Regions from separate parts of the Mus musculus genome. Here region 1 is linked to region 2. Evidence: chromatin contacts called from public HiChIP or PLAC-seq data. All regions are on one chromosome and are shown on one strand. The core of a region is the stretch at or near the end of the contact, and the rest is flanking DNA. Distances in the headings are between cores, read along the strand shown.

The links. HiChIP or PLAC-seq counts read pairs in DNA pulled down with a chosen protein or histone mark.
Region 1: a contact with region 2 is called in an H3K27ac HiChIP or PLAC-seq map of microglia, with 3 times the contacts expected there. The contact joins the enhancer-like site here to the promoter of Kbtbd6 in region 2. A contact is called at or near these places in 1 of 39 promoter capture datasets (macrophages), 3 of 115 datasets of contacts at active chromatin or transcription factors (the SCID.adh cell line, embryonic stem cells and microglia) and 3 of 9 other capture datasets (adipose tissue, liver and pancreatic islet).

The regions. Positions count from the first base shown.
Region 1 is chr14:79,507,447-79,513,958 of GRCm38.p6, reverse strand. All of the region lies in intron 1 of Elf1 (E74-like factor 1), which reads right to left. It also overlaps the pseudogene Gm9243. Among named protein-coding and RNA genes, the nearest start is that of n-TEttc4, 29 kb to the right of the region's middle. Within about 2 kb of position 4,793, at least 46 of the 459 cell types and tissues checked have an H3K27ac peak or open chromatin away from gene starts, as enhancers often do. A contact at or near this core is called in adipose tissue, liver, microglia and 1 more, where this site is marked.
Region 2 is chr14:79,450,302-79,456,183 of GRCm38.p6, reverse strand. It overlaps Kbtbd6 (kelch repeat and BTB (POZ) domain containing 6), which reads right to left and starts at 4,349. Exons shown (of 1, transcript NM_001034882.3): 1 at 1,368-4,349. The coding sequence starts at 4,128. The coding sequence ends at 2,668.

The DNA of each region.
Region 1 (6,512 bases), core at 3,544-6,043, 57 kb before region 2:
CTCAGTAAAACACTCACCTCCAAGCATGAGAACTGGAGTGTGAGGCCCATCACCCAGGTGACATCCTGGACCTTGGGTTGGGATGTAGCTCCATAGCCAAGTGCTTGCCTAGCATGAGGAATGAACACCCTGGAGCTTGCTGGTCAGCTGGCCTAACCAAATCTACCCTATCTCAAAAACACGGTAGGTGGCTCCTGAGGAATGACACCTGTGTTGACCTCTGCCCTCCACATGCAGGTGAGCACACACATAGGAATACACCAAGGGCTTGGAACAGAGTTCAACGGCACATGCCTCGAATACTTAGGCTGAGGGAAGGGAACACAAGGCCAAATCAAGCCCAGGCTACATAGCAAGTTCAAAAACAGCCTAGTTACACGGCAAAACTCTTTTTTTTTTTTAAACAAACACAGGATAGAGGGTACCACTCAGTGGTAGGACAACTACCAAATGTGCAATGCTCTGTGTTCAATCCACAATGCTGAAATAAATAAATAAATAAACAAATAAAAGTCTTTACGGCTAAGCGTACCCCTCTAGTACAGCAAATCATACAGCAAGCATGTGTGAAACGTGGGGTTCAACACAAACACGCGCGCACACACACACACTTAAGTTTGAAGCCACTGCCGTCCTGGGAAGTCAATAAATTGTGCATATATACCCCATAGGAACATTATAATAGTATCCTGAGATTAAGATTACTCTTTCAAAAAGGTGAACATCAGACGCGGTGATCCACACCTGCACTCTAAGCCTCAGTCACCTAGCATGTTTAAGACCAGCTTACGCTGTACTAGAACCTGTACTGGCACTAAACCTCAGGTCTTCATGTTTACACAGCAAGCATTTTACCAACTAAGCATTTCCCAAGCCTGTAACTATTCCTTTGTACATTGTTGGTAGGTTGGGAAATTGGTATATCTACTTTAGAAGGCACTGGCAGTTTCAAATGAAGTTAAACATGTATGTATCACATGATCCGTAATTCACTCCTACAGACAGAGCTGGTCAGTTTCTGTGTCAGGATTATACTCTAGGCAAGTTGACTAGAACTCATCTTTTAGTCCGAGCTAGTTTCAAACCCATGCCAATCATCCTGTCTCAGCTTTAAAAATATATTCTTATGCATATGAGCAGTTTGTGTATATGTCTATGTACCACTTTTGTGCCTGGCGCTCAAGATAGTCAGAAGAGGACATCAGATTCCCTGTATCTGGACACTGCAAGGTACCATGTGTATCATATGGGTGCTAGGAACCAAACCTGGGTCCTCTGCAATAGCAACAAGTGGTTTTTTGTTTTTGTATTATTATATGTAAGTACCCTGTAGCTGTCTTCAGACACCCCAGAAGAGGGCATCAGATCTCATTACGGATGGTTGTGAGCCATCATGTGGTTGCTGGGATTTGAACTCACGACCTTTAAAAGAGCAGTTGGTGCTCTTAACCGCTGAGCCATCTCTCCAGCCCTGCAACAAGTATTCTTAACCACTGAGCCTACACCCCAGCCCCTCAGCTCTTTTTGAGGCAAGGACCCACGATGGCTGGGAACTCAGTACAAAGGAAAATCTCATGGTATTCTCCTGCCTATTTCTGACCACTGAAATCATTTTTATCTAAAAGGATTATAGCTACAGCTCAATAGGAGACTGCTTTCCTGACTTGCCTCAGTGAGGCCCTATATATAGCTCTACCACCACCAACAGTCTTGCTGAAAAACAACTCTACCAACGATAGTGACCTTAGTTCACAATGGGGAAAGAGGAGATGGGGAGAGAGAAGAAACAACTCTGAGTCCAAGAATCAAAACAAAGGCCAGGCTAGCTATGCTCATCCGTAATTCCAATACTGGAAGCTGAGGTAGGGGAATTTCAAGTTAGAGATTAGCTAACAGAAAACTTCAGATAATGACTAATGTTGTCAACTTGATTAGAGGAGGAAATACCTCAATAGTTAGTGAAATACCTTGTCTTTCCAAAAACAGATCCTGAGGGTCCGGGTGTAATCAATGGAGCTACCCCTTTATATATTCACAATAGAGTGGTGTTACTGGGGGGTGGTAAAAAGGGAGGAGGGGTGGCCCTAGTTGGCAGAAGTAGATCACTACCTGTCCTATATTTCAGCCTGGCTTCTTCCTATTTCCCCCCTCTCTCTGCTTCCTATTTTTCAAGAAGCTAAGAGCAGCCTCCACCCCTCACCCCTGCTGTCATCTTCTGCCCAGGCACATGAAGCCAAGCAACCATGAACTGAATCTTCTGAAATCATAGACCAAAATAAACCTTTCCTTCCTTCAATTGTTTATGGCAAGTACTTAGACTAGATGACCCAATTACCCCATCTTAAAACAAAACAAAACACCACCGTTTATCATGGTACTCAAGGCTTCTGACACCTGACTTCAATTTTTCTTCTTTTCCCAGACCCAACTCCATTTCTCTGCCCACACATTTCCTTCACTTTTTCTCCCATACACACATACCAAACAGGCACAGAAGCATCCATGCCCACATGCACACATACACATAGTCCAGACCTACTGAATCCTGCTGGAGTTTGGAATTATCCTCCCCCACCTCTGTTCGACCTCCTTATCTCTGTGTTGCTGGGATTGACCACCTCATTCCAACCGTCTACTGAACATCCACTCAACCCTCACGTAAAAGGTCTCCTCTGCATGAAGAAGTCCCTCAACAGACCAGTTTACAATTATTGAAAATATTTATCATCATAAGCCTGAACACACCTTAGAGATCCTCTATCCAGGCAGGTGGCTTTTCAATTCTGTTTATCACTGAGATTTTTATGAGAGCCTTCAGGGAAATACATTAAAGGCTGCTGTTTCAGTACAACCTCAAACACTGACCCACTCTTGTCCTATCTTAAAATAAGAAAAAGATGGCAGTGTGGTGGTGCATCCCTGTAATCTTCGCACTCAGTAAGACAAAGGTTTGAGGCCAGCCTAGCACACAGTGAGTTCTGGGCCAACCAGGGTTCAGAGACCCTGCCTTAATTTTGAGAAGGAGGGTCTATACATATAAATTGTTTTCTCCATGTTCCAGGCTCAATGTTAATTACTAACTGTAGGCACTCTTAGTCATTCTCACCCTTCAAAAATGTGCCCTGAGCACTGAGTGTGTGTCAGACACTGTTCTAGCCCCTAGCCATATACACAGTAACCAAGACAGACTGCAGTTGTTAGGCCGTCCTCAGCACCCGTCTGGAAATGATCTTGGGAAACAATAACCATATTGTAAACTTAACCAGATGCAGTTTCACTCCTTGAGCAAATTCATATATCTGGCACCTGAAAAGGAGCTACCGATTTAGCAAACACCTTATTCTCCATAAATGAGCCAGAAAGTTTACTTTCAGCTGGCCACATCAACTTTTCAGCCCTAGGGCACAACAAGCTGGGGTACTTGTTGAAGACCAAGAGAATACAGAACAAGCAGCAGAGAGTGTCAGTAATGCCAGCTACAACACTAGGAAGTGACCACTTACAGAAACTCCTATTTTGTTAAGAATGTATTTGCATAAGAATATATACACACATGCACACATGCATGTGCACACACACACATTAAGCAAATATCTTTCCTCTTACTCTTTCATCGTGTAACATAAGATGTACTGACTTTAAATCAGTACTGAAGTGTTGTTAATTTTCTATCATAATTTAAGTTATAAAATAAGGTTAAAAACAAGTAATACAATTTGGGGATCACTAGCATATATCTAGGCACATGCGCATGACATATAGTTACAGATAATATACTAAAGACTCCTGGGACACTCCATCATTTAGAGGTGGGGAAATGATAAAGAGCTTACAAGGGTGGCCGAGAAGGACCACAGAGAATTGGAGGAGGAAAACAAGATCTACCCTATCGGCATGGAGTCTGAGGAGTAAACACAGACTAAGAGGTGAGTGAGCGTCAACCGCTGATCTCAGACCAAAGCAGATGAGATCTGAAGCAAAATGGCAACTGGTTTTAGCAATATGAAGGTTACTATTGATTTTTTTGAAAAAGAAAAAGAAAAAGAAATCGGGGTGGAACATGGAGAGATGGCTCAGAGCTCTGGCTATTCTTAAAAGGACTGGGATTTGTTTCCCAGCACATAGCAGCTCACAACCATCTGTAACTCCAGTTCCAAGAGATTCGTGCACTCACATGGGATACACACATATGTGCAGGCAAACAAACAAAAAGAAAGGATGGAAGAGAGAGAGGGAGGGAGGGAGAGATCCTCATGTACAAATAAATAAAAATAGTTTTTTTTTTTTTTTTTTTTTTTTTTTTTTTTGGTTTTTCGAGACAGGGTTTCTCTGTGTAGCCCTAGCTGTCCTGGAACTCACTTTGTAGACCAGGCTGGCCTTGAACTCAGAAATCTGCCTGCCTCTGCCTCCCGAGTGCTGGGATTAAAGGCGTGCGCCACCACGCCCGGCTAAAAATAGGTATTTTTAAGAAAAGTTTTATGTGTGATAGAGTCCATTTTATAAATGTTTTTTCCTGATTGAAAAATTCCCTCCTAAAGATACAAGAGAGCTCATAAAATTCCTAAGAACCCTGACTGAAAAGCACAGGAAGATCATACGAATGAGAAGATCCGGTGCAGCTCCCTGGCGTCATGTCATCTGCTGGGAAGGAGGAGACCCTTCCATGGTCGAGGGCTGCCTGGGGGTCTCGGGCGATTGCACTCTCCTAAATCCTGACTCATCCCTGTAGGACGGGTGCTTTCTCTGTGACTCAGCTGCTGGAGTCTCACCCATGCTCCTATAACCCCAATAAGCTCACTGGCTCAGTGCACTGAACTCAGATGATACTGTTCCTTTGTACGACCTCTGTCCTCTCTAGCCAGGAAAAGCAGAAGCAAATTGCCTGGAAAAGTCACACAATGCGGTTCTAAAAGGAGACAGTCTGATGAGAGAAGCTTCAGACAGACAGACAGAAGTGAGGTTAAAGATAACAGTTTGGGGAGTGGAAAGAGGGCTCAGTAGATGAGAGCATTTGCAGCTCTTGAAGAGGACCCAGATTTCATTCCCAGGCCCCATGTGCTGGCTCACAGCTATCCAAACTCTAGCTCCAGAAGACCGGGCACCTCTCTGACCTCTGTAGGCACCGGGCCCATCTGTGTGCACTTATTTACACACATGCAAGCAAAACATCTGTACCCAAAACAAAGGTAAGTGGTATTTTTAAAAGGTGGCTTATTTTGTTATGATTATAATCGTGGGAAGGTTTTTCTACTTAAAGAGTTGGGGAGAAGGGTGAGAAAGGGGTGCTGTTTAACAAAACTGCTTTTCTATTGTAAAGAACCGTCCACTGTGCATGCAGTAACTTTATACTATCTTCCTGCCTCACCTCGCAAGTGCTATCAACCCTTTATTTTCCATGTGCATTGATCTGTATGTGGGCACTCAGGTGCCCTATGTACAATGGAGAGGTCAGCTCTCTTCTTCCAGTGAATGGGGTGTAGATCAAACGCTGTGGGGCTAGAGGATGAGTCAGTACCTGTTGAGCCTTCTCTCCGGGCCCACCATCTTTATTTTTTGAGACAGAGTCTCCCGCTAAACCAAAGATTCAGCTAGGCTTCAGATCTGTCTCCTTCCCCCCAAGTTCCTCTGAAGACTGGATTTACGAACAGGCTACCAGGCCAAACTTTTCCTGTAAGTTCTGTGAATGTACACACGGCCCTCCAGCTTCCCTGCAGGTGCTTTGCCAAGCCAGCCTTTTCCCCAGGCATTCTGTTTTCTCCTAGGGTTTTTGCAATCCTAGGAATTGAGCCCAGGGTCTTGCACATGCTAAAAACAAGCATTCAGCCTGTGAGCTAAATCCCAGTCCCATTTCCTGTTCTTGTTAAAGCCTGGAACAGCATGGAAACCTGGGGACTTTTGAGACTCCTTTCAGTTCTGTCTTTTGATTCTATGGCCTTTCTAAATCCTCAGGCTTAGGCTGCTGTTTGCAGAACAAAGTCCTACTAAAGACACATAAAAAGTCTCAGGGTCCACAAGATGGCTTAGAAAGCAACGGCTGCTGCCAGGCCTGATGACCTGGGTTCAGTGCCTGGGTCCCATAAGTTATAAGGAAAAATCAACTCCTACAAGTTGTCCTGATAGCCACACCGTGCGGCTGAGTCACACTTGTGAGCGGCATAAATACACATCAGTGCACTCTTCTTCTTACCTCACATTCACTGATGGTGTGTGCATGTGTTTGTGCAGGAGATTTGAACTCAGATCCTCACAATTGCACAACTGTTTCTAACTACTGAGCCATTTTCCTAGCCCTTTCTTCACCAGATTTTTGATAATTGGCAGGAAGCTATTCATACACTAGCCAGTAATGTAAATTTTATAGAATCTTCAAAAATGAAATTATGCCAATTATACTTTACTAATAAATGGGTTTTCTTTTTGATTTGTTGGATTTGTTTTATTCTTTGGAGTGTTAGCCTGTATGTGTATCACTTGTCTACCTGGTGTTCATGGAGGTCAGAAGAGGGTGTTGT
Region 2 (5,882 bases), core at 3,100-5,599:
GAGAGGATGCCCTTAGTACTGCTGAGGCTTAATGTACGAAGATGGGTTGGTGCCCATAGGGGAGGCTCCCCATATCTGAAGAAAAGGGAATGGAGGGATGAGTGACTGAGGAAGGCTGTGACCAGGCTATACAGTGAATAAATAAATAAATAAGGAAAAATATTACAGGTAATTGGAAACAATATTTGAATATCCTTTTAGATGAAAATTGATCGTTTTGCAAATACACATTTTGTATTTCAAAATTAATTTACAAACAGGTTTTCTTTTGCTGTTGCTATTTATATATACACATATCTATACTACAAATATATATACAATATGCAAATATTTTTCCCCCAAGTCTGGCATGGCCATGTAAGGGTTGGAATAACATGGTTCCCACCCCTGGAACAGAGCTGTGGGCATATATTTTCACATTCTTCCTTCAAGGAATGTCCTAATTAAGGTCAACAACTCTATGATAATGAGATAGCAGGAGTTTGGGATATGTGGGTGTGATTAATGTCTTGGTAAAATGATAAATGCTGAGACCGTCAGAACAGTCCTTAAGACTGTGGAAAAGAACCCTGAAAATTTGAGTTCGAAAATACGATTTCTTGGGCTGGAGAGATAGCTCAGCGTTTAAGAGCACTGACTGCTCCTCCAGAGGTCCTGAATTCAATGCCCAGCAACCACACGGTGGCTCATAGCCATCTGTAATTATCCAATGCCCTCTTCTGGTGTGTCTGAAGACAGTGACAAAATACTCATATACATGAAATAAACTTTTTAAAAAATAATTTCTCAACTATGCAAAATATAGGGATACAATATGACTTGTATAAGGAGCTTCACAAATCTAAAGAAGCAGAGGCTTCTAAAGATGTACAGCAGAGAAGATGTACAGCTTGTCAGAAAGCTGCTAAGGAAGGAGATAGAGATTTGGGGAGTGGTGACTACAGGACAAAGTCCCACCCAGCTAAGTTATTTTGTTTATGCTTACAAAAGCAGGCAGATTCCTGAGTTTAAAGGTCAGCCTGGGAGAGAGGGAGTTCCAGCCCTGTCCCATGCATGGTAGGAATGGTGATTTCAGGGCAGGCTATCTTACTGTCTGTGCTTGCCATCTCTAAGAATCAAGGGGCTAGGGTCAAGGGATGCTGATTCATGGAAGAATCAAAACAGAACCTGGGGTAAAGACTGAATTCATATGTAAGTAAAAGATTGGGCTTTTGAGCTACAAGAGTTGAGCCATCATGAGAGTTTTTTTAAGAATTGCCAAAAAGCTGTCTCAAGTAGAGAGCAGTTTGGAGATCTACAGAGAAAGCAGAACATAGAGTGTGTTAGGGTTCAGGACTCACCACACAAACCATACGAACTCTGATCTTAGTTAAGCAAGGATAGTTTATTGAATGCCCACCCTACTACTGGCCAGACTGGAAACATAATTCAGAATTATCTGAACTGTGACAATGGATATCTTTTTCTGTCAGCTTATAAAGATAAAAATCACAAGTTCATATGCAGGTGAAGGAAGTGCTGTCAGGTGGTCAGTTCTGACGCAAGCCATTTTAGACATAACAGTTCATATTGACCTTTGATTTAATGGATCCTACATAAAGCTTTGTGGAATTTCTTAAGATTAGCAAACCTCATACAGAACATTCAGAACATACAGAAAAAAACAGGGTATTGCAGTCAGTATATCCTTGCTCTGAGACAAGTCACTTCTTCTAGAGATAGGTAGGTAGGTAGATGGACAAACAGACAGACAGTTTAACACTGTGAAAACCTACTACATTGTTCATAAGAATATTATCTTCCAAAACACTAGCTAGTAATTACTATACAAACACTTTTCTACCATAAAAATTTTAAATTAAAAACTTATACCATCTGTAGCACTAAATACAAAATAAAACTAAAAATATAAATTAATATAATGAAATATAAATATAATAGCAAACTTCTGGATTTGTGGCTCAGTAAGTTGTTAAGTAACTAGAGTGCTAACATTTTCACATTGAATTATATATTTCAAGAATTAATTCTTCTAAACAAAACTTTCAATTAACTCCCTTATACTATGAATAAGTAAAGATGCCTTTCTCAAGCATTTTCTACAGAATTGCAACAAAGACTGTTGGTCTGGTAAATTTCAATAATACACTATCTACACCAAAATCTACATCATAAAAAGAATTTGAACTTTCTGAATTTCTGTATTTAGTGAAACTACACTAGTTATCTGTTCTTCAGCCAGGAAACTGGTCAGGTTCAAAGCAGAAACACATGGGCTGAGATACAAGGAAAAGAAAAAAATATCAAACTTCAAGAGGCCTAATGTGGAACCTATATTAAACTACTAGTTTTCTCCACTGTCATACAGAGTCATCCTACTCTTTGTCAAGGGTACAGGGGTACATGAGGTGATAAGTAACAGTTTTTGGTCACGTGTGATAATCTAATAACCACTAGTCCCTATCATGAAAGGAATATTTATTTGTCTCCATTCTACAGTAACTGGATTGTATACTTTCATTACTGGGATGTCAATGATACAAGAGATGTCATCAATGAAGACATAGGCTTCACAAGTCACTGAGCTTCAGAGAAACAAACTTCAGCTACTTGATATGGCTTGGACCATTCATTCCATAGCAAATGTGTGCTGCAGAGGACACAGAATCACCAAAAGTCAAAGGATGTAAAGGAATGTGGTAATTGAGCCACTAATGGCCTCCTGTTCTTCTGGACACTGTAGCGTCCCACATCTGTTAATTCAGCTCCAGTAACAGGGTCTCGTCCACCCAAAATGTAAATGTAACCATTCAGATATGTCATATCCATACCCTCCGGACACAGCAAGTGGTCAGTCAGTTGATACAAATTATTTTGGGCTGGCTTATATACCCATACACCTCTCCTGGACTGAACAGTGGGACAGATGTCATGGTCTGGAGAAATATAGACAGCTAAGGTGGTGAGAGTTCTAGTGTGTGCAAGGCAAGTCACAGGCAAGGACACTTTGTAAATTTCCTCAGAGTATGGGTCAAAGCAGAAAAAGTGATGTTTGGGGTGTCCACAGAAAACCATCATTCTCTTCACACACATCCCTAACCTATGGGGTGGATTTTCTTCTGCTGGGACAACAGTGTTGCTGGTGTCATTATTATTACTATTGCTATTGTTGCTGTTGCTTGGAATCTGTGCCAAAGCCTTAGGCAGACCATCATCAAAACGAAACTGCCGGAGAGCCCCTTCAATAATGTCCAGGCAGTATTTCTTCACAATAGGCTTGCTCAGTAGCTCCTCTAGGTAGTCCTGCTCTTCTGCAGGGAAGTGCGCCCAACGAATACACTTAAAGACTTCCCCAGCACTGGGACCCCGCTCTTTGGGAGCAGCCTCCAGCCACTGCACCGCCACATGACACACAGTCTTCTCACTCTCTACATCCAAGCTGTCCAGACGCAGGACGGCCAGCAGCTGGGCCAGGGTCAGATCTGCCAGCGTCTCCTCCCGAATGGACCCCATCCTGCTGAGCTGCTTGAAGTTGTGAGCTATGAAGGACTGGGCCTGAGATCGCAGCTTGTGGTGGTCAAAGGCATCGGCAAACTTGAGGATGGCAGTGCAATTGGTCAGGTCAAGGCGGCGAGCCAGAAAGGAGGCACAGGCTTCGCGCACGTACTCCAGCTGCAGCATATCCGAGGCCGCGTACAGGCGCTGCACGTTGGCCTCGCTGAGCGACACGCGACCAGTGTAGCAGTAGTCCACCAAGACCTCGAAGGACTCGGCATCCACGTCGTGGATCGTCACGCTGGCCTGCTGGCTCTCGTACATGCCCCCCGTGAACATGCTCTTGAAGTAGGGGCAAGCGGCCGCCAGCACGTTGCGGTTGCACGAGAAGAGGCGCCCCGTGCCCGGCCCGCTGCCAGGCGTCACCACCTCGATGGTCACATCGCACAGCAGCCGCGCGTCGTAGAAAGACTTGAGCTGTGCCAGGAGGGCTGCGGAATGGGCCGCGTCCTTTAATTCCTCCGGGCCCGTGAAAAAGGCCGACACCGAGGGCTTGGAAATCCTCTTGGGCCGCCTCCCGCCGCGGGGGCTGGCGAGGCGGCGAGAGCGCGGGGCGTCTTCCCGGGACTGCATGGTGGAGATGGCGGCGGGGCGCCGAGGGCGAGAACGGCTGCAGACGCCTGGCTCCTCCTCACGCCTCCCTCGCCAACACAGGGGCGGCACAGCGGCGACCCAGAACAGACTCCGCTCGCGGCCGCAATTACTCAGTTGGGCCTTCGGGGCGGAGCCGCCTCCCTTTATCGCGTAGCCGACGGCCAGCATCTTCACACCAGCGCGGACGACACCGCAAAAGCGCAAGGAGTAAGCCAGCAGGGTACGTTACAAACTGCTTTTCCCGCCTCCAGGCATGATGGGAGTTTTCAGGTTCTAGGGCGGAAACTGAAAGACTGCAGCTGCTTTGCATTTTGGGAGTTGTAGTTCATCCAAAGTCGCGAGCCTTTTTGGTTTTTCATTGTTTTCAGGATCTACTAGAAACCGCCGGTTCTCTTGGGATTTATTGTCGGGTTTAGAATTTATGGTTTGAAATCCTCTTTAATCCTTCTGTTCTAATGTGTTTGTTTTTTCTCTTGTAAAACATCAATAGTAGTATTTGAGAATATTGATGATTAAAAGAGCTGCATTGCTTTGGAAACATTTCATAGTTTTGTTTTACAAAAACAATAATTAGACGTGCAATTCCTGGAATATAAAAAGCTAGAGAGTTTTAGGGTTTTCTTTTTTTCCAGTATTTTATTGAAAATGAAGAAACATTGATTTAATATGAGTCTACAGAAAAACATCTTAAAGTTTCTTCAGAGATGTTTCTCGTTTGGTTGGTTCATTTGAAAAGATTTTATTTTTAGCACAGTTTTAGGCTCGTAGGAAAATTGAACAGGAAGTGCAGGAAAGTCCCAGCATCCATGTCTCACAGTTTCACCTATTAATACCCCTCTTAATGCCCTGCGTTACTGTGAGATTTGTTACAAATGATAAATGATTACTGGTGCATTAATATTAATAATGTTTATAGAGGAGTTTACTCTTTGTGTTGAAAAAAATCTGCAGGTTTTAAGCACCTGAAGCTCCCAAAAGTTGTCCTCTGACCCCCACACATGAGCTAGGTGCCTGCACAGAAAACTACGTATTTTTAAAAATAGAAACTGCCAAACCAAAAGGGAATTCTATAGACTCCAGCATTTTTGTTTTCCTACAGACTCACAATTTCAATTTTGTCATGCTTCAACTTTTGTTAATGGCCCTTGCATGCAAGCTCAGTTCCCAGAAGTACCTTGCATTAGAAAACAGCCTACAGTCTAGCTATACTGAAAGTTCCAAGACAGCCTAAGCTACAAAGAAAGACCTTTAACTCTAGTGTTGTATTTGAGACAGAGTCTTACTCTGTATCACAGGCTGGCTGTGAAATTGTGCAATCTTCCTGCTTAAACCTCTAAGGATAACCTGATGACATTGTCGGCATCAAATAGTTTGTTACCTTCACTGCTATTTGATAAAAGACAAACTGCCGTGAGCCATCAAAAAGAGGCTAACGCTAGCAGAGGACTTTCTTGGAGGTGGCCCACCTTTTTGTATGACCTAGGATGGGTGAGCTTTGAGAGGCAAGGTTCCAAGTGGCTTTGTCTCAGGATTGCTTCTTGCAGCTGATATTCCTTGCCTGCCACTCTTATAGAGACTAGGGATTCCTGGGCATTAGTCCAGCCTATTGAGCAAATAAATGCCCTGCAGATCAACATAAAGGTAAACTTTCATTAATTAATACTGTTTATATGAATTAATGATTTTATAGAATTCCTGATTTGATTAAAATTTAGGAAGAAAGTTTTAAGAGA